Linked DNA regions of Pan troglodytes: regions 1 and 3 are each linked to region 2. A link is a contact called in public Hi-C and capture Hi-C data. All regions are on one chromosome and are shown on one strand. The core of a region is the stretch at or near the end of the contact, and the rest is flanking DNA. Distances in the headings are between cores, read along the strand shown. Region 1 has its middle 31 kb from the start of NPVF. Region 2 overlaps LOC134810525 (a long non-coding RNA gene). Region 3 overlaps LOC134810525 (a long non-coding RNA gene).

Region 1 (3,185 bases), core at 406-2,905, 130 kb before region 2:
GCGGATATTTTGTGCCGATTTGGAGGCCATGGGTGGGCACTTCATGGCATTTCTATCTGCTGCTATGGAAGAGAGCTCTTCCCGCCCCCATCCTATGCAGAATCTTTAGATTGAGAGGGGTATGGGAGTCTTCCTTCTACATTTCCCAAACAAAGACATAGCTCAAACAACTTGTCACATGAGGTGGTTAGGAGGCTCCCCGGTGCATTTGGAAGGGAGAGAAAGCTACAGAGTATACAGGGAAATTGAGCAGGCAGCCACGTCTCCAAGGCATCCATTAGAGAATGGAAAGAGCTGGCTAACTTTGAGTTATAGGGTCATAATTCCATCTCAGGATTCTGGCAATAGCATAAACCACTAGATCTCTTCCTTGGTAGTTTATGAACACTTTGCCCTCCCTACCCTCACCCCACCTCCTGCCTTGGAAGATTAATAGCTCTGTAAATTACAGTTGTATTAAAATATATGTATTATATCTTGATATGAGGCTTTCATATGGGTATGAAAGCGCCCTCAACTTCCACCTCCCTGGGTGACATGTCTTGCTTTGTGTACTAATGCAGTTTCAGCGTTGAAAAAAAAAGGACTTCCAGACTGACAGAAGCACCACAAAAGGCTGTGGCCTTTCAGTAAGACTATTCTGGGCTGGGAATCAGCAAATGTAAAAGTACAGAGGCAAGAAAAAGATGGACATTAGGGGATGCCCAGGAGAGAAATGTGGTTGAAGTAGAGAACTTGAGTAGGTTGAGACTATGGTGTGTGTGTGTGTGTGTGTTTGTGTGTGTGTGTGTTTGCGAGAGAGAGAGAGAGAGAGAGATCCTGAATAATGCACGAGGTATTTGGACTTTGAAGGCAACATACCTTTGAAGATTTCTGGGTAGGGATGTGACATGATGAAAATGATGTCCAGGGTGGACTGGTTGCTCAGGATGGCCCTAGGGATGACGGGCTGCCTGTAATAGGACCACGAGGGAAACAAGGAGCTTTATCTTGAGGCTGTATTGCCACATGAGCATTGGTTTTCGATTGCTTAGATTGCATGTATTTGGAGTGGCTCAGCGGGAGCTGGTGGGATCAGCATTAGGTGTCTTTACTGCTTTTTTAAAAAAGAGGGCAGATGAACCCATTTTGTCTTTCTGCCTCCTGGTTCTCTATGAAGCTATGCTTACGCCTAGATTTCTTACTTTGCATATAAACATGTCATATCCGTATCCTATTTCTGGGACAGAGCCACAGCGTGTGAAAGCCAGGTATCTCAATCTCTGGTTCAGGATCTACGATGTCATGTTGTTATCCCTTAAAGTGATTATTCTCTAATTATTTATTGAAATTGTCTTTCCTGAATTCCTCAAATCAGAGTCCAGATCCTCCCCCAGACACGGGGTCTGGGCCACTGAATAACACAGTGGAGGGCTCAGGAAAGCGAAGGGGAAGGAAGAAGTAGAGGGGATGAAACAGAAAGAAGACGAAAGGAAGGAGAAGAGGAAAAGGGGGAAGTAGGACAGAGGGGAGGGAAGAAAGAAGAGCAGTTCAAAGATAGAATGGTGGTAAAAGGGCGCCAGTCGCTACAAAAATTGCTGCCCTAGAAGCGAGAGGAAGGTGTCCTGGTGTGTAAAAGCAGCCTCTCACTTTCACCACGTGGGGGCAGACTCTACTTACAAGAAAAAGCAACAATTTGCAATGGCTTCCGGGTCAAAGTGATCCTCTCGGCACACGGAGGATTCGGTATTGAGCCGATCACTCACTCCCTGAGGTTCTTCTAGTCCCTCAACAGCTGGAGCCCCATCTCTGGGCACAATGTCAGTGTGGATTAAAGAAAAAAAGAAGGCCAACTTTGCTCAAACTTAGATTTTCACATCATGTGGAGTATAGAATTACAGTTGAACAGATACCACGTAGAACAAAACATTTTGCCGTTTCACCTTATTATTTAAAATATAGAATTGCCCAGGCTTTTATGCAGTCTCTCATTTCTTTATGTCTTTTCCTTTACTGAAGAGTTATTGCATATACATTATATGTGCATCGTTCAAGGAATTTCCAAACGTTGGAAAGCATTCTTCTTAATTTCTTCCAGCTCCTTCTCAGTCTTTGCTTGTTATATTTTTAGCCTAAGGTGATAAAAATGCATGGGAACGTCTACGTTAGTTTCTTAAAAAAAAAAAAAAAACTCATAAACTCTGAGCCTTTGCATTAAAGGGATATTTTTATTTGGAGAATGGTTGAAAACAACCAAACTACTGCAGGTAGTTCTGTGGTGCTGTAAAAGCAATCGTTGCAAGTGTCTGATTGCCTCTGAGCACAATGCGACTAGCATAGGGCTAACAGGGCGAAGTGCCAACTGAGATATTAAAGGGGACCGATTTCCTCCAACCCCCCAAGTTGTTAAGTATTATTATCCCTGAAAACAGCATTTCAATGTCCATTTTGTTTTCCTTTTGGTAGATTTTTTCTTTTTTGAACAATATAGAACAAGTTAACTCCAGCAAGTATGTATGTTTTCTAAGATAGACTTTCTAAGTAGCCAATTAAAAACAGAATCTCTTGAAAATAAAAATATTCTCTTTAGAATGGTGATTGGGCCTCTGAGATAAAGAATCTCATTTGCAAGTTTAAAAGGAATAAGAACTTTCTATTATCTACAGACTGAGTAAGTGCTGAGAAAAAGGCAATTTTGCTATTCCCTATTCCCCCCCAAAAAATTAAAAAATAGAAGGATAGCAAATTGACTGGACAATTGTGGGAAGTTTGGCTCCATCAGTCTCATGATTTTCAGTGTGTCCAGGTTAACAATAAAACTTAGTTTATGTGAGTATATGAGGTAGTGGTGTCATTCCAGTTGTCTGTTTAATCTGGTGGCACAAGAAGTAGCAAAGCTACTGTTTTGTAGCAAGGTCTTGGGGCCTACCGTTTCCTCATTCCTAAGTTTAAGGAGAAGAGCATTACCTCCACTTAAGATTTACATAACTTTTTATGAAATACCTTCACGCTAATTTAGTCCACGGCCCCTTTAATACATATAATCCATTACAGTGCTGCGGAGATGATTACTTCCGGATGTGGTTTCTGTTCTCTCCCTCTGTTTCACAAGCTGTGTGCCGACGTTATGAAGCTCTTGCAAGGAAAAAAAGAGAAAAACTTCTAAAATGATTTCTTCTTCTTAAAAAACAGGAGAAGTGACTGCA
Region 2 (3,124 bases), core at 42-2,541:
GTATTTTTCTATGAGTTTCGAAGAAAGTTCAAGAAATCTTAAGAGGCATATATTTTCTAACCTACGATTTTTATCAGGATCCATGGTTTTTCAATACTAGATTTCATTAAACAACACAAATCAGAACAAATGAAGAAGTTATAAAAATTAAACTCCTGTTTTTCAACAATATTTACCTCATTGTTCACAACTGCTGTGAACAAATTATTACAAATTAAAAACCTATCACAGCTGGGGGTGAATTTTCTTTTATATTGAATAGAATTCCATGTAGAATGAGATTATAATGCTGGAACATAAGAAACAATACCAACATCCTATAAATGAAAGCGGGAAGGATGCTAACTAACCCTCTAAGCCTAAGCTTAAAATAAGTTCTGATTTCTAACAATTAGATGAAAACTTTTCTTGTCACTTCTTGACAAAGTGAAAGCTTTCTCTTTAGGTATACAGCCACAAACTTCAAGAGATTTTTCTCTTTGATATTAGTCTTATCTTTTCCCTAGAAAACACTTTGAAGTGGTTATTTGAGTATTTGTTGTATGAGTGAAAGGACCTGATTTTGGTCCCTGCACGTATTTCCTGGCTAAATGGTTAATATTTTATGTTTTTGTATCCCTCCCTCTGAGGACCATCTCTCTTTTGTTTTATTAGCAATGCTAAAGCCTGCATCCCGTGACCCTGGAGAAGGGGAATTACATTATTTATTCTCTTGGAAGTAGCATTAAAATATTATTTCCCTCCCCAAACGATGTTTTCTAAACATTCTCTCTGATTACACAAAATTTTCAGTCTGTCCAGCTAAACCATATATTTTATGAGACATTTTCAAACAAGTGTGCTCAGGAACTCAAGTGTTCAGGGAGAAAATACAGCCCTCTGTGTAGCATCTAGAAGTGAAGTTGCCTCCTAATAAGTATACAGAGTGTGTAACTACAGCCTTGGGAGGTCTGTTCGTATTCATGGGAGTTAACAGCATAAATTCCAAGGGAATTCAGAGAACAGACAGTTAAAATAACACCAGTAAAGTCGCACTCACCGCAGCATGCTCAACACAGCCTGTTTAATGCGGTGTGATTTTTATTGGGTAATGTGATGTACGTTAAGCCAGAAAACAAAAACAACTAAATAGGCAAAACTTGGACTAATCCCTTTCAAAATGTTTAATGAGAAACAAAGCTGAGAAAAGCAATCTTCTGAATCGGGTAACAAAGAGATTTTGGGTAGGGTTTTCCCAGCCAGGCCCTAGCGGTCAGATAACGGCTATCCGTATTCCTGTTCCCAGAACTCCTCACCAGTGGCTCTGGCTGACTCTCTCTTCCTGTTCATTGTGATGGCAGCTCATGCTAGCGGGCCACTTGCTGCCTTTGCCAGAATTCCCCAGGGTCGCCCTGGGACAGAAGCAGTGTGCATTTCTTGGTGAAGGTTATCTTTATTTACCCATGTTGTGGGTCGGTGGGAGAAAACCCAATGCATTAACATGTCACGGGGCCATCAGCCCCTGTGTCTCGCTACTCTTGGGTTCTGCAGTGGATCTTGTTCAAATCAGAAGACCTCCAACCTCAAATCAGGCAAATTTTAAGTTCCACAGCTGCCAGGCTTTCAGTGGAAATGAGGGTGGCCTTGGGGCGCTATTTTGAAATCGCTGCCTAGAGCAGGAACAGAGAAATGCCTGCCCCACTTGTTTCATCAATTAAGCTGAGAAGTCCAAAGTCAGTCCAGGAGGACTGTGTGCATACTCTCCCTCTCTCTCACCTTCTCTGACTCCCCTTCATTAAATGTGACTGGGTAGCCTCAAATATTCCCTTTATTTTTCCAGTGAGTATGTGAAACTTTTCCACTGCTAATATTCTACATCAAAACCATTTATTTCAATGTCCTTTCTGGAATAATCTCTCAAGAGGCCTACCTCTCAGGGAGAACAGAAACTTAGAACATTGAGACTTGAACAAAAAATACACATGACTAACTTTATTTATTTAATGAGATCTCATTTATTAATGAAAAAGCTTCTAATAGATATATATTTGTAGATACTTGGTTAGAAGTAAAATAGCACCTTATATTCTAGATTGTTTTCCTTTTAGAAAAGTACTTTCTAGTGGACAGAAAAATATTTACTTTTCTAATATCCAGTTGATGGATGTTAGCAGTAAGTAGGAAAAAGTAATCATTAATAACTCCACTGTGAATGGTTAAGTGCGGTAGATGCTTTTATCTTAACTGTATTGAATGGAATTTACAATTAGGTTAATATTTTGCTCTTTTAACAGGAATTATAATAACCTAGTATAATTGTTTAATATGACTATCTAAAAATGCAACAATGAAATAACTACTTGTTACTGAAGGTATCTCTGGTCCCAAAGCATAAAGTTAGCGAAATCTCAATCCCTCTCTCTCTGTTGCCCTCCCTTCAAGTTTACATCAGATGTCTTAACTGCTGTTACGTTTTTCTGTCCCAGCTTTCACTAAATAACCAAGGGTGGTCATCAAACAATAAATTCTCTTTGATATTCTTTCCAATTTCCTTCAAGATGCAGTGCAGCTTGCCCCTGAGAAATTTAAAATGTTTTTGTTTGTTGTGGCTTAAATTACCTCCTGACTTTTCTTTCCTTGGGTCGTTGTTGTTGATAATAGTAAGAAAAAAATGAGACTCCCCTAAGAATATGCCACTTTAAAATATATTTTCACCACCTTAATTCCCTTTTGAAATAATGTTTCTGTTAGCGATTAAATAAGGAGTTTAAGAGTTGGTGTCATGGTGTCTATAAATAAACTTGAGATCATGCATTTATAAAGAGTCATATTTTTATAATCTCATCTCCACTAAACAAAACAGTATTTTCTGGCACCTGTACACTCAATGTTTCATGTAGTTCTTATTATGGAATTTCCTTTCTCATTTGAGATTGAAGATAATTACTGAATATGATAGAAACTTTATAGCCATTAAAAATAGAACAGAAAAATGTTACCAGACGGCAAGTTGTTCACAATAAATATGAAACAGAACTCCAGTCCAAGCTTACATTCTCTTGATTCTAAAAGGACATAGGTTTCTTTCCTCTGATTCTTTAAAACATTTTTTTAGGAGCTTAGGAAAATATCATCAAATCATTGC
Region 3 (3,234 bases), core at 714-3,213, 170 kb after region 2:
AGGCCCAACAGTGTGGAGTGCAGAGGCAACTTAGTGGAGCTGAGTGAGAGAAAAATAATCTAAATATGGGGCCAGTGCCTCTTTTAGGAGTGTGTCTATGCTCACAACTGATTCAAACAAACGAATCAAAATAATCCTTCTGGCTTTGCTTGCATGTCACCAAATAAGTTGGTTTAATAAATCCTTCACTTTTCTGTCAATTATTTTATCCTGAAATTTTTACAGTGAAAATGCTAAAATAGAATTTAATCTAAAATAAATTAGGATGCATTAGGATATTATTTTCCAAGAGGCATTTCTCAGAACACTTGTCACGAGATACTCAATGATTTTTTTTTTTAAGTTTCCAAACTCAAAAAGTTTAGGAAACCCTACCCAATAAATATTCCTTTAAAAATGTTGTAATATGTGGTAGCATATTAAAGGTTCCAAGAAGCAAATAAATGTGGTTGACTTTTTTTAATCCAGCATTTCCCAAATGAATTTGAAAAAACATTTATTCTCCTCATCCATTAACATCCCTCAGTGCTAGAGTGCCCAGGAACACCCTTTGGGAATCACTGGTTTAAGATCAATCTGGAAGAAGGAAGGCCAGCTCTCTGCTAAGGAGTCTTGCATCTTTGTTCACTGCCACTGCTGCCACCATCTTGAATCGACATGAACTGTTCTTGATTTACAAAGATTTGGGCCAGGCGCGGTGGCTCACGCCTGTAATCCCATCACTTTGGGAGGCCAAGGCAGGCAGACCACCTGAGGTCGGGAGTTCAAGACCAGCCAGACCAACAAGAAGAAACCCCATCTCTCCTAAAAACACAAAATCAGCCAGGTGTGGTGGCGCGTGCCTGTAATCCCAGCTACTCCGGAGGCTGAGGCAGGAGAATCGTTTGAACACTGGGCAGTGGGCGAAACTCCATCTCAAAAAAAAAAAAAAAAAAAACCAAAGATTTGGTTCATGGGCTTTTGCACCTCAGTGGCTGCTGGTGCACCCCCCACTCTTTCCCTCGTTTCAGTGCCTCAGCTTCCAAACTCAGATTCTATACTACTCACTTCCAATCTCCTGCTTCCCCAAAGCCCATGCACAACCCTAGCCCAGAAGAGCGGGGGCTGTGCTGGCCACATCACCAGGAAGTGCACTGGGGCTCAGAAAGGCCCAGCACATTTTTACCAGGTTCAGCCCATATGACAGCAGGGACAAAATTATTCCAAGTGTGCACTGTTTTTGTAACATTAACAGGCTTCACAGTTTTCAGCAACTCATTTAGTCTTGGTGATCAGTCGACATACCATTCGCTAAAATGTGCAACTGTTTCTGTCTATTTTATAAGAGGTTAGAAAGAGCCCTGTGACACCAACACGGGCATTTAAAAGGGCATTTAAATACCAGCTCCAGTGGACTTCATCCAGGAGGGCATGTCTTGAGGACTTTTACTGCCTTGCAGACTTCATATTTCTAGCTTCCAGGCTAGTGAACATCTATGTGAACCTGATGTATTTACAGCTTTGCCACTTTCTTTTGTTCGATAGAAAACATAACACCTTTGATCATGATGTCTAACATTCGCTATCAGTTGGCAAAGAATGTTAAGCAATTGTATGAGCATCCCTCTCCAGCCTTCATCTGCTCTTCTGTGCCCTAATTCGATGATTTCCACCCAGACCCAGCCAGTGCCCAGTGGTGGCTTAGCATCACTTCTCAGGATCACAGCTGTGGGCAATGGTTTGGGCAGGGGTTAGGTCAGGGACACAGATCCAATATCATTTGGCACTTATTCCCCACTATTACTAACCTCCCAAGACAGGACAACTCGTGCCCCTCATAGATTCTCAGGTACAGGGCCTGGCCTTTTTATTCTCCACATCTTCCTCATGGGGTCTGCTGTGGAGCTCGCTGCCTGTTGCTAATTGACAAGTCAGTGTCTCCCAGCTACTCAGGGACGGAGCCAGAGTTGGATTCGTAGTCTCTCCCCGGGCAGAGCCAGCAAGTTCTGCTCCAGGGGTGCGATTCTGCCAGGGCAGGCAACTTATTCCTCGGTGTTCAGACTTCATTCTCACAAGAACGCCAGTCGAGTAACACGGATTGAAAAGTTGGCTGGGGCTCATAACTGCATATTTTGTGCCACTGAGAATTATCTAGAATTTTTTGAAAAGTCATAGTCTATGCATGTATGTTCAAGAATTGTGTTTGGAACAGGCAGGGGGCATAAGTTTGTTAATATACTCATAATTTCACTGCTTTTCAGATTGCCAAGAGATCTTTGAGAACGTTTAGAGGAGCTGCCTCATTTTTATAATTAGGAATCCAAACCCCAGAGAGGGGCATAATTCACAGACACACAACTAATTCACTAAATAATTAATAAGACTGAGAGAAACTCCTCCTTATGCAAATTTAAATAGGAGAATCCATTCCCAGCTCCTTTATTGTTACCTGTTTTTCTTTTCCACTTTCAAGCTATGTTAGATTTTTGCTGTTCTGATATGATTCAGAATTATGTCTCCTCTTTTAAAATCAAACTACTATGTAATTTTCAATAAAACTGTAAAGAATAAGAGACAATGACAGACCAAAAAGGAAAACTCAATCTGGACTCATATTTGAATTCCTGAAAAATACTGTGAAAGAAAATACAACTAATTTATGTACTGTAAAGAAAACATATTAACATAAATAACTAGTTCTACCTCTCTTAGCATACTTTTATAAAGGCAAAATGACAGACCCAGACATATTAAGAAAAGCATAGGAAAATAGAAATACATTTTACATCGCTAAAGCTAACCATTACAATTACTACTAAACAAAGGAATAAAAAAACGAAATTAAAAGCAGACATGAAGAAAACTAGCAGAGCGGCGCCACCTAGTGTCCATTTTATGAAAAGCGCCTAACATTTCCTGCGCCCTCCTGTGGTAGGATTTAGCAATCGGCCACAGACAAGAAAACAAATTCTATAAACATGATTTGATTTCTTTCCTCTGGAAGGAAGACAGAAAGAGATAGCATCTCAGCATACTTTCTAAGCAAGATATACTTTCATTCACCATAATTAAAACAGAACAACTACAAACATGCAATTTCCCATTGATCACAGCATCCTTTCTTTGGACATAATTTCAAGTAAACCCCAACCATTAACCTTTCTAAATGAAGTTACATTTTTTTAAGCCTCTCTGCCCCTGTGAAATTTTGTTCAGGACAAAATTTTGTGAATACCGTTCCTGTATCAACATTGT

The links. A called contact is a pair of places that touch in the nucleus more often than the background predicts. Capture Hi-C pulls out chosen DNA fragments and counts their contacts.
Region 1: a contact with region 2 is called in a Hi-C map of stem cell-derived neural progenitor cells, with 6 times the contacts expected there. The contact joins two enhancer-like sites. A contact is called at or near these places in 4 of 7 Hi-C or Micro-C datasets (blood, induced pluripotent stem cells and stem cell-derived neural progenitor cells) and 1 of 1 other capture datasets (stem cell-derived neural stem cells).
Region 3: a contact with region 2 is called in a capture Hi-C map of stem cell-derived neural stem cells, with 7 times the contacts expected there. The contact joins two enhancer-like sites. A contact is called at or near these places in 4 of 7 Hi-C or Micro-C datasets (blood, induced pluripotent stem cells and stem cell-derived neural progenitor cells) and 1 of 1 other capture datasets (stem cell-derived neural stem cells).

What each region holds. Positions count from the first base shown.
Region 1 is chr6:31,072,741-31,075,925 of NHGRI_mPanTro3-v2.0_pri, forward strand. No RefSeq gene overlaps it. Among named protein-coding and RNA genes, the nearest start is that of NPVF, 31 kb to the left of the region's middle. Within about 2 kb of position 1,656, at least 9 of the 24 cell types and tissues checked have an H3K27ac peak or open chromatin away from gene starts, as enhancers often do. A contact at or near this core is called in stem cell-derived neural progenitor cells, where this site is marked.
Region 2 is chr6:31,204,725-31,207,848 of NHGRI_mPanTro3-v2.0_pri, forward strand. The region is part of intron 3 of LOC134810525 (a long non-coding RNA gene); the gene reads right to left. Among named protein-coding and RNA genes, the nearest start is that of NPVF, 160 kb to the left of the region's middle. Within about 2 kb of position 1,292, at least 2 of the 24 cell types and tissues checked have an H3K27ac peak or open chromatin away from gene starts, as enhancers often do. A contact at or near this core is called in stem cell-derived neural progenitor cells and stem cell-derived neural stem cells, where this site is marked.
Region 3 is chr6:31,370,413-31,373,646 of NHGRI_mPanTro3-v2.0_pri, forward strand. All of the region lies in intron 3 of LOC134810525 (a long non-coding RNA gene), which reads right to left. Among named protein-coding and RNA genes, the nearest start is that of NPVF, 330 kb to the left of the region's middle. Within about 2 kb of position 1,964, at least 3 of the 24 cell types and tissues checked have an H3K27ac peak or open chromatin away from gene starts, as enhancers often do. A contact at or near this core is called in stem cell-derived neural stem cells, where this site is marked.